2 separate regions of the Zea mays genome follow, and region 1 is linked to region 2. The links are chromatin contacts, called in public Hi-C maps. All regions are on one chromosome and are shown on one strand. The core of a region is the stretch at or near the end of the contact, and the rest is flanking DNA. Distances in the headings are between cores, read along the strand shown.

The links. Hi-C and Micro-C count contacts between places; a contact is called where the count stands out from the background.
Region 1: a contact with region 2 is called in a Hi-C map of tassel, with 4 times the contacts expected there. The contact joins the promoter of LOC542139 here to the enhancer-like site in region 2. A contact is called at or near these places in 7 of 25 Hi-C or Micro-C datasets (ear, endosperm, leaf and 1 more).

Annotation. Positions count from the first base shown.
Region 1 is chr3:203,527,294-203,532,388 of Zm-B73-REFERENCE-NAM-5.0, reverse strand. It overlaps LOC542139 (cellulose synthase 11), which reads right to left and starts at 2,408. Exons shown (of 13, transcript NM_001111766.2): 1 at 2,166-2,408; 2 at 1,967-2,076; 3 at 1,806-1,857; 4 at 1,565-1,712; 5 at 619-885; 6 at 183-525; 7 at 1-86. The coding sequence starts at 2,334.
Region 2 is chr3:203,459,426-203,464,899 of Zm-B73-REFERENCE-NAM-5.0, reverse strand. No RefSeq gene overlaps it. Among protein-coding and RNA genes, the nearest start is that of LOC100501507, 63 kb to the right of the region's middle. Within about 2 kb of position 2,584, at least 20 of the 20 cell types and tissues checked have an H3K27ac peak or open chromatin away from gene starts, as enhancers often do. A contact at or near this core is called in ear, endosperm, leaf and 1 more, where this site is marked.

The DNA of each region.
Region 1 (5,095 bases), core at 1,159-3,658, 68 kb before region 2:
TCTTGCATGATCCAGCCTTCATCAGGTGTCTTTTGAGCCTTGGCAACCAAAGCATTTATCCTCACCTTGTACTCTTCATAGTCTCTCTGTGTAAACACAAGTACATAACATTATTTGTATAAAAACAAAGAGCATAACCAGTAAAAAAATGAATGTTGTTCAAACGTGCAACCAAGATCTACCTTCATAGCCCTACGCTCCTTGACAAAAGATGGGTGTATCTTGTCCTTCAAGTAGTCAATTTTCTGTGAGAAGTAGAACTCAGGAGCTCGTGGCTCAATGGCGTACTTCTTGCAAAACGGCACCCACTTTCTAGCATATTCTGCAGTCTCTGCGAGCGATTCAAATGTGAGCATAGCAGAACCATCATCAGATACATAGCATGAGATCTTCTCAACGGGATAGTCCACAGCAAGAATAGACAGCACAGTGTTTGCAGTGATTAGTGGAGGCTCTTTCAATGGATCCACTGTACTGACAAAGAAATCTACAGGTGCTAACCCAGATTCTTCACCATCTCCATATCTGTAACAAACATGAGACAAGGCTTATCAGATCCTGATGGTTGTTGATGCATATATATGATTCTTATGTGCTAGTAGGCTCTAACAAACATACCGTGCAATCAGCCTATCAACATAAGTCTCACGATTGATAGGATACCACTTCGGGAATTGATCCAATATCCAGGAGAAACCAAACCAGATCTCACATATAACTGATGTCATCCAGAGACCAAAGGCACTGTTAACAGGATTGGTGATACGGTAGTGAAAGAAGAGCCCAAGAACAATTAACCGCATAATGATCACTGCTCTGTAAGGTGTGAGCTTGTTCTTTGATATTGGGATGACCCGGGAGAGTGGCTCATATGCATCTGTCAAGCTGCAAAATTGTTTGTTGTTACAACATGTACAGAGATAGAAACGTCACATTTTAGTGAAAGTTATCACAAAGGCTTCAAACAATAAATGATGAGATTGAGACCTTTCAGGCATCTTATCAGAAATTAGGTACAGAGTTAAAAATATTGCGAAATAGGCTAGGATAGAGTTCACTTGTGCTAGATTGAACAGAAAACCAGATCTTGGGAAACGCTAGTGGTACTAAATAAATAAATGTCAATAGGCCAGGCTTAGTATCTGATTGAGGTGTCGTCGTGTTGAGTTAGGTTAAAATGAGGCCTGATAATGAGATATGAAACATAAATATGTATGTCACCATCCACAATTATTTCAGTGCTTTGGTTTACTAATTTCTACTCCAGTATAGCGAAGTCCATGCTTTAATGTCCTAAAAACAGTATATACACGGCACAGCAAGTTCAATTTCATCACACAAGTTCTGGGATCTAGTAAGATAAAGCTAACTTTGACGTATGTGAGAGAACCTCAATGTTGCCATTATATTAGAACAATGATCAGCTAAAAGCATTCTTAGTTTCACCTAATCAAGTATCATTTAACATTCGCAGTTCATTTATAATATCACTCTATGCATGGAGAAGGATAGGCACCTCAACGAGTCATAAAGAAAGATCTATAAATGGACGCTTCATCCTTACTCTTTTTCATCCATGATCTGTTCTTCGACAGGCGGAGGCTGTGCTTTAGCTGCAGTCTTTTTGGCCGAGGCTTTCTTCTCATTCTTCTTTTCCTTCCAACTCTCCACCCTGTTCTTCCAGATGGGCTTACCAGATTCATCATTCAATTCTGCAAATTCATAGTAAGGGTTGAAATTTCACTACCCCCACACCATCAGAAACAAAGGAAACAGGACGTAAATTATGAAGCAAGTAACCTTACCACTACCAATTCCCGACAAGCTGCTCATGGTCCTGGCGTGGCTTACTTCATCCTATTCCAGCAAAACTCAGTTACCCACAAAGTAAAAAATGACCAGAGTTTTCTAGAGACATCAGTTGCAGTGGCACACTGAACTGAACAAACAGAGAGGGGAAAACCACCTGGCGATCATTGAGGTGGCTGCCCATGGTGACCCTCTCACGCAGGCCACCGGCGGTGTGGTGGTTCTCCACCACCTCCTCCTCCGCCTCGGTTCCCTCGCTGGCGCGCGCTGGAACAGAGAGCGGTCGCATACACGTTAGCATTACCTCCCGAAAACCGGCAAAAGAAAACAGTACGATTCCGATACTCGCGACGCACCTGGGTTGATAGCGGCGTAGTCCCCTCCGCAGCGCGCGCATGTGGTGCGGCCCTCGGCGGCGTCCTCGTCGAGGCACGCCCTGCAGAGCGCGTAGCTGCACGCGCGGCAGGCAGCGCGCGCGTCGTCCCCGCACGCCGCGCAGGACTGGGCCGCCGCCGACTCCATCATGGCCCCTCCTCCTCACCCCGACGCGCGGCCTCGGGGATCAGGGTGTGATAGCTGGGTGTTGGGTGTGAGAGAATGGGAGAGAGAGGCTAAGCGTGCCGGAGGTTGGAGGCGTGGTGATATAGCGGTAGCCCATGATCGCGGGGTGATGGAAGCGGTGCGGTGAGGTGGCGCTGGCAGGCGGTGGGTGGAGTTGCGGCGTCGGCGTCGCATTGGCGGGTGGATGGAAAGAATGGAAGCAAAGAGTTGGGTGAGGGGAGGCGCCATGGGGAGGGAGAGGGAGGGGGTGCGTGCGTGCAGCAGGTGGGTTTTTTCCGCGGGGTTTTGCGGGGTTTCGAAGCGAAGACGACGTCGACGGGTGGGGTGATACAGCTTCCGCGCGCGCGGCCGCGCGGGGCGTAACCTGGAAGACGGGCAGATGGGGGGTCGGAGCACGGGGGTGGTTGGTAGGTTCCGTTGATGCGGTGGGGGTGGGTCCGTCAGTGCGGAAAGCCGCAAAGGTTAAACAATCTCTACCTGATGTCTTAGCCCAGATATAAAAAAAAAATCGATCCTGGAATCGGTCTGAAAAACTTCTCTTCTGTTGTGACCGTGTTGCCAGGAGATAAAAACTAATATAAAATATAGATACGGAAGGAGTAACATCACTATCATATGTAAAATCAATATAGTAAAGTATCATCATAACATTAATATTCTATTGACGAAATAAATATCTAATATTATTATAAAACAAATATAAAATATAGATACAAAACGATAAACATCAGTATGATATAAAAAATCGGTGTGCTAAAATATCACCGTAACACTAATATTCTATTGACGATATAAATATATAATATTATTATAAATACGACATGGTCACCCTTGGTAAGTTGAAACAAACATCACTATGACATCTTTGTTGTTTTTTATTTCATGTTGATGGGTAAATATAACTGAGAAACTTTCTATGTTTTCGTGTCCTTATCTACATGTTATGCAACATAATGTTCAGTATAACTGATTGACTTATCCTCAATTATGAGTTTATCCTAAAAAATCAATGAGATGATCCTGCTTTTTTTATGCTTATAAGAAACTAGATGAGTGCCCGTGTGTTGCAACGGAACCACTATATTGCAGCCTTCAAGCACAAGGGATTTACCACTTGCAACAGGCTAGAAGCTCATGTCTTCGGAAAATTCAGAAGAGGCAGAAATAAAAAAACAGAGTCCTTTGAAAGGGCAATAGATTACTGGTTAGGTTGCCTCGTGCTTATATATACACGCGCGCGTCTTGCTGCAGTGCATTTTTCCTGTCCCTGTGGGCTTGGCTTCTGTTCTTCCTACCTTGCGACGCTCATCAGACCAAAAGGAACAAAATCTCGAGTCATCGACGCCCAAGCAATCAAAATTGCCTCTCCAAAATTACCAAGCATGTGCTCGATGGTCTCCAGGCTCATGCCACCCCGGGTCGAGGCCTATCCAATGCACTGCCACTCCTCCACCTTAGTCTCCCTTGCCTCCAAGCCTTCGAGGGGCAGTGGAAGGCCCTCGCGACTCCCCTCGTGCACAACATACGACACAACCCTCGCAGAAGTTGAAGCGACGACGGTCGGTGGAGGACACACCTGGGACCCAATAACCTCCATGGACGATGACGCCAACCCGAATTGACCGACCGCCACCACAGCACTCAGGGGCAAGATGCCCTAGGATGTCGGTGACAGGGTGATGAACGTCACCTCCACCCTGAGCCGTCAACCCCGGCAACGAGACTCTCTCTAGGTTGGATGCTACGGCAGGAGCATCAAGGAGGACCACCTCGAGGACAGTCGCGCCAACCAACTCTTGAGCTGTTGGAGAGGTCGGCACTCCCGCCATAGGAGGGTCGACCATTGTGTCAACAGGCAGGGAGGCCACGACGATCGAAGAAGTTGCCATCACTTGCAACGTAAGGCAAGCACCCCCCATTCGTTGCAAGGGTCGCGCCCTTCACCATATTGTACAACACATATGTGTTGGCAAGGGGAACAAGAAGAAAAACATGGATCAAGCACGAGAGCATGGGATAAAAAGGAGCAGAGTGGAGAAAACCAATATACCTGGAGGAGCGCTTCCCCGTGGTTGTCTTCTTCAGCGCGGCCGCAAAAGGCACGAGATAGGGAACCGCCTCCGTATTTCTCCCATAGCGACACCTCGATGACACAAAGGCCGTCTGTGTTTGCGATTACGCTTGAGGCATCGCATGACGTACATCCGTCGCTAGAGGCGTAGGGGGGGAGGAGAACTGACACTGGCTCCTTCCCCGCACGACACCCTGATGTAACCAAGGGCGCGGGAGGATGCGACGCCACCAGTGTCGCTCCCCCCTCATCATCGTCGGACCTACCCCCTGCCATGAGGTGTTTGGAGGACACAACAAGCATGATGAGGTCTGACACCAGTCCCCCACCTTGGGCTGAGACGTTGGAGTTTACTCAGCGTCCCTAAGGTGGGACGGGCCACCCTCTAAAGTAAGGACGTCCATCCCCTGGACGCAGTAGAGGTCATGTCCTCCATGTCGGTGGATGGGGTAATGCTCCTCCCAAGCTCCGCGGGCGAGGCGCGTGACCTTCTTCTCCTTTTTCCTCGTCAGACGACGCTTCCGTCGTGCCGCCGAAGTCTTCGCCTCATCCTCTCTCTTCCAGTTCCGCTCCACCCTGATGATGACATACTTGGGAAGGGGCGAAAGACAGGGCACCATAGGCTCAATCCCCTATGAAACCACACTCGCCCAT
Region 2 (5,474 bases), core at 1,335-3,834:
AATTAAACATTTGATCAATATAGAAATTACACAATGCAATGCGTGACAAATTAATTAAATTGCATCATTTAATCATGTGAGAGTCTCGAGCCACTCATGACTGTGAGCACAACCGATATACCAGTTTTACACTCTGTAGAGGTTGTGCATCTTTATCCACAAGACGTGATACCTATCTACCACGGGGTCATGAATCCCATAGACCTCTACCGAGGAGGCAAGGTAGGATAGCACTACGAGGCCTTTCCAAAGTTCCACTAGTTTGAGAAAACCTGCTACGGTTTCAGGAAGAAGGGAGTATAGGAATTCCTCGTCCGAAAAGCCATTGTAGCATGATCGACCCGAGAACCTCTCTATACTCTATAGCGATGCATTCCCTGCTTCCCCTTTTGGGTAAGGTAATCTCGCAATAGCTTTCCTAATTAATTGGCCAAGGGCGTCTCATTCCATCCTTATGGTAGCACTATTGTCTTGGGTTAGCGCTCCATGTTCTAATTAACAAAACGATCTTATCATTTATCATAAATAATTCATTGACAATTAACAGTCAACAATAGTAATAAGGCATGATCATGATTCATATATAATATAAAGCCCAAAACAAGGTAGAATAATAGCAATACTACCCAATAATTCAATTGTATGCAAGGTGTAGGGTAAGTAAAACTAGGTAACCTATTGGGCCCCATCAAGTTAACCTAACTGTGCCATGGTGATTAACAGAATCATGAACATTATTAGGTCAAAAATGTGATCAAGGACACAACTTGCATTTTTGGTGCAAACTCCAGGTACTTCCCTAATTGATGCCTTAGGTTCCACGATACCTCAATCCTATTCGCAGCAAAACATATAGATGGGCAAACACTTAAAAATAGCATTACATCAAACATGAATACAAACAACATAATACTATTCTACGCGTCGCTACGAGATCGTAGGTTCGAGAATCACTAAAATCAGAGTTACAGTTGAAAAGATATATTTCTTGGAAGCTTTATGTGATTGGACAGAAAAACTATGTTCTATGTTGATTAATATAAATAATGTGAGGAAAATAAATAAATAAATAAATAAATAAATAAGTTAACTTTAATACCAAATAGAACTTGATTAGAAGTAACATTTTAGTCAAATTATAGATGGATCAAATTAATAATATTAACTTTGACTAGAAAAGTAAATCTGATAAACATTGGCTTAGAAAATTATTTAATTATCTTTGAAAACACAAAAACAAATATTGTTAATGCGTAGGTAATTTTAATACGAAGCTAACGCAACTTGAACGGATCAAACCAGAGTTAAAATGTGCAACATATAGATTATACAAGTTTTATGCACTTTTCTATAAAATTTATGCCTAAAATGAACTCTAAGGTTTTATTTGCAAAATTCTAGGGAACTATGTGTAAGGGTCCTCTAAAATCGAGGACGGCGGTTTGGTTTCATAGAATCTGAGGGGCTCTTTAGCAAAAAAAAAACACTCGGTTGAAGGGCTATATATGGTGGAGTCTTGATCGTTCGATCATGTTTGCACAGTTCAGATTAGATCTACCTTTTAAATGAAGTGGTATGCAATACAGTCCTTCAAATTCGAGATCTACGACCGACATAAGAGATCTCACCGGATCCGCCTGATCTCCCCTCGTCGGTCTAGATCTCATGAGAACGAACCATTATCTAAGTTCTAATCTTACGCGTCCATACCTAGATCGATGGCTACCAGCACACATCCCTCCTCCCGTCCGAGATAGGAAGAGGGCGCCCAGAGCTCCACTGGCGAACTCTTTAGAGCGCGCCCAAACAGTGTTCTAGGGCCCGATTATCCCTATGGTTAGGTCCTACTCAACAGGGACGACATGGGGAAGTAAGGGGAATGTTTTGTATTGTTGAACGCGCAGTCCTTCACCCGGTCCACGATAGAGGGTGACCCCGCGACAACGGTTACACCGACGAGCAATTCCACGCTCTGTGGCCCGAATTCTCCCACGAAGAAGCGATGCACGACATCCTCAAGCGTCAGCGAAGCTCCTACGTTACCGAGCTAGCCGAGAGCAGTAGCACATACGCGGGTCAACGACAGTTGTGCTGTTCTTCCCTTCCTAGTGGCGATGGCGGTCCTCGGCCGTCGTTTTCATACGAGGCGCCCAGGAGCACCATCAACGCGTACCGGCGACATGCTCAGGCTTCTCCCCAAGACCGGAGCCGTGATGAAGGCGAGGACCTACTGCGGTGTTGCGGCTATTTGCTACCCACGGCGACAAATTTCCCTCAACAGACGATAGCTCGGCCGCTTTGATAGGATGAATGAGGGGAGGAGGTATCGACCGGCTTATATAGCTCTGAACCGAGTCTGCGTTGGCTAGAGGGGGTGAAATGGATAGAGTGTTCATTACGATGATCCGCGCGCTCAACGAAGTTTGTTGGAGTTCATCACAATCCAAAGCTGGAAGGAGGACCTGCCTGTGGGGGCCCACCCGACAGATACATTAAGCCAACCGTGTTGGTGAGGGAGTAGTGAGGCTGATCGAGTGGGCCCGCACGTCAGCATTTGTCCGACGCGCGAGGTAAATCTGAAATGTGGGAGCCACCTATCAGCGAGGGGTCCGGGGTCCCTGTGCGTGGCACGTCCGTGGGAGTGGGTCATGTTGCTGCAAGCGGGGCACGCTGCCCAGCGGAAGTAGGTGGGGACTTGGGTCGACTGGAGTTGGGCCAAAAGGGTAGGCTAGGCCGGTTTGGTGGGGTCTCCTTTCTTTATTTCATTTAATCCTATCTTATTTTCAATTTTGTTTTCAATTCAGATCCAAACAAAATTCAAATTTCAACTTTCACTAAATGAACAATTAAAATCTCCAACGTGAATGCAAATATATTTTTGATTACTTATTTACTTATTCTTACATTCCTTTAGATAAATGCTCCAAAACAGATAATAAAGAATAATTCACATAATTTTCATTTTGGGGAAAATAACATTTTTGGAACGTGCGATCAATTAAAAGTTAATTCAAAAATAAATATTTGTTGCGTATTTATTTTTGAGGGGAAGTTTTACTGGATTTCAATTCAAATTTCAAACTTAAAAGTTTTATTATTTATATCTCTAGCAACTTTTTAGTATTTCCATCTATTTATTTTAAAAGAAGATAACTTCAAAGAGTGATGAACTTATCTTAGGAGGTATTTTAATTCTTGATATTTTGAAGAAACTCTTATAAATAAATGCCAAAAATAGGATTTTGGGTGTTACAGGTATATAGAAGGTAGCAAGGATATAAAACTTCGCCTAAATAGATTGTTAGAGCTACTAATTAAATATGATTGTGTGACGTCTTAATATACGAACATTGTAATTGATGTGTATGCGAAAGCTGCAAACCTAAGAAGTTGGGAGCTGGTGGTCGGCACGGTGCAACGGTGGCCATAACGCTCCATCTTTATCCTTTTGGATCGCATTTGTATATGTGAAATTACGATCATGGGATAATAACAACGACATTAAGGGCATGTTTGGTTGCATGTCTAAGGTGTCAAAAATTACCATACATTTTCTACGACACTTGTCTAATGTTAGACGCTCAAATTCTGCGTCACACTGTGGCATGCTTAAGGCTATCTCCAGCAACCTCCCTTTTCCACTCTCTATATCTCACTCTATATCTCAAAATTTACTTTGTAAACAACGTGGTCTACAGTGAATTGCACCCATATGCAGAAGCTCCGCTGGAAATGGCCTAAAAGAATCTTGCCACATTTTTATATGTCGTTGATGAGTGAGACCTACATAGTAGAAGAAAAATTGTGCCACAAATGTAACTACAAATTAAACATACATTTAACTCAATCAAACCTGCTAAACCTTAGGTAGAGCGTGACAAACTATGAGGAGTGAGGCAAACATACTGTAACAGGCGATTTGTGCCGCCATGGATTTCTTTCTCGGATCGAGATTTATGGGCCGACTCTCGGGAAGTAAGGGCGTTGCACGTCGGGCCTCTGAGACGTCATTGGGCCTGCTGTGGGCTGTTCGGTTGCGAGTGGCCCATTGGTCCCCTTCCTGTCATCACAACTCTGACTATCGAAACGGCTGAGGAGCTGAGTCGTGAGCGCCAGCAAGATCACGCGCAACGTGCACGCAGATTTTGGACCTTGTACTGTTTGTTGTACTTGTACAGCTTCCCACCCTGGACCTGGAGGCTGGAGCCGTGGAGGCCGGCAAACGCAGCGCAGTGCAGGCGGCGAGTGGCAAGGAGCCAGTTCAGGCCGCGCAGCGTCTCTGCCTGCCACGTGCCGATGGGTGCAAAACGCACGGCCGGGTCTCGGACGCATAGCGCACATGCAGGTGGCCCGCATGCCAGTTACCAGGTGCTCGAACATATAAACATCCGTGAAGAATTAATAGACGGATATACTAGCAACTAAGGAAGGCAAGATAAAAAAACAAATCGCAATTAGTATATCTGGTTTTGCATCTTTATTTTATTGCCATCCGACCAACATAGATTTTATTTTTTAGATGGACATAACTATTCTCTCTTCATTTTTAGATGGAACCACAGTTCCATTTATCAACAAACACCGTCCAAATCATTCGCTAAATACGGAAACACAAAGGCCATTGCATCCGTGTGGTAAACAGTTTACCGGCTAATTTTAGCACCTTACTCTGCAAACAGACTGACTAATAAATTGACTAACTGTTAGCTGGAGGGTTGACAAACTATTTGTCCATTAGTCATTTGACCTTGCTAATATGTGCTAATAGATCGTGTAAAGAGAAAAGACATCTATTAACTAAGACTCTAACATATCGAGGCTAATTGTTGTTCGCTAATTATTTATCGGCTAATTGTTAGCCACGAACAAACAATTAGCCGCGAGCCCGCGAGGATCAGCCAAAGTCTGATGCCTAGGGGTGGAAACGGATGTGTATTCGAATGTTAGATTTTTGGTCGTTTTCTATTAATTGTGGACAAGTATGATATAGAATTTACTATGTAAATTTGTAACCTTGTATTTAACATTGACCTTATAAAGATTCGTAAAAACGAAACCTCAGATTTATCATATATAATCTTAAATGATAGATATAAACATTTCGAATACGGATTCGAATTTTTTTCATCTTTTTCATTGTAGGGAGCCAATAATGCATAAAAATCTATACAAATTTTTATTCTTATGTGCAATAATATACTTGATAATATAAGAAAAGATTATCATAAAATTTTAAGCATATCTATTACAAAATATCAAATTTGTTCTAAGAATTAGGATGTCTAGTTCCATCCCTAGATAAGTCGGATTCACTACTGTTGACGTTTTTGGGAGCGCCAATTACTCAAGAAGAACCGTGGCGGTGCCCTCTGCACAGGGGCGGACGGTCCGCGCGCGGGGCCGGACGGTCCGCGGCCTGGTGCGAGGCGCGGTGGTACTCTCTGCGCAAAGGCGGACTGTCCGCGGCCTGGGGC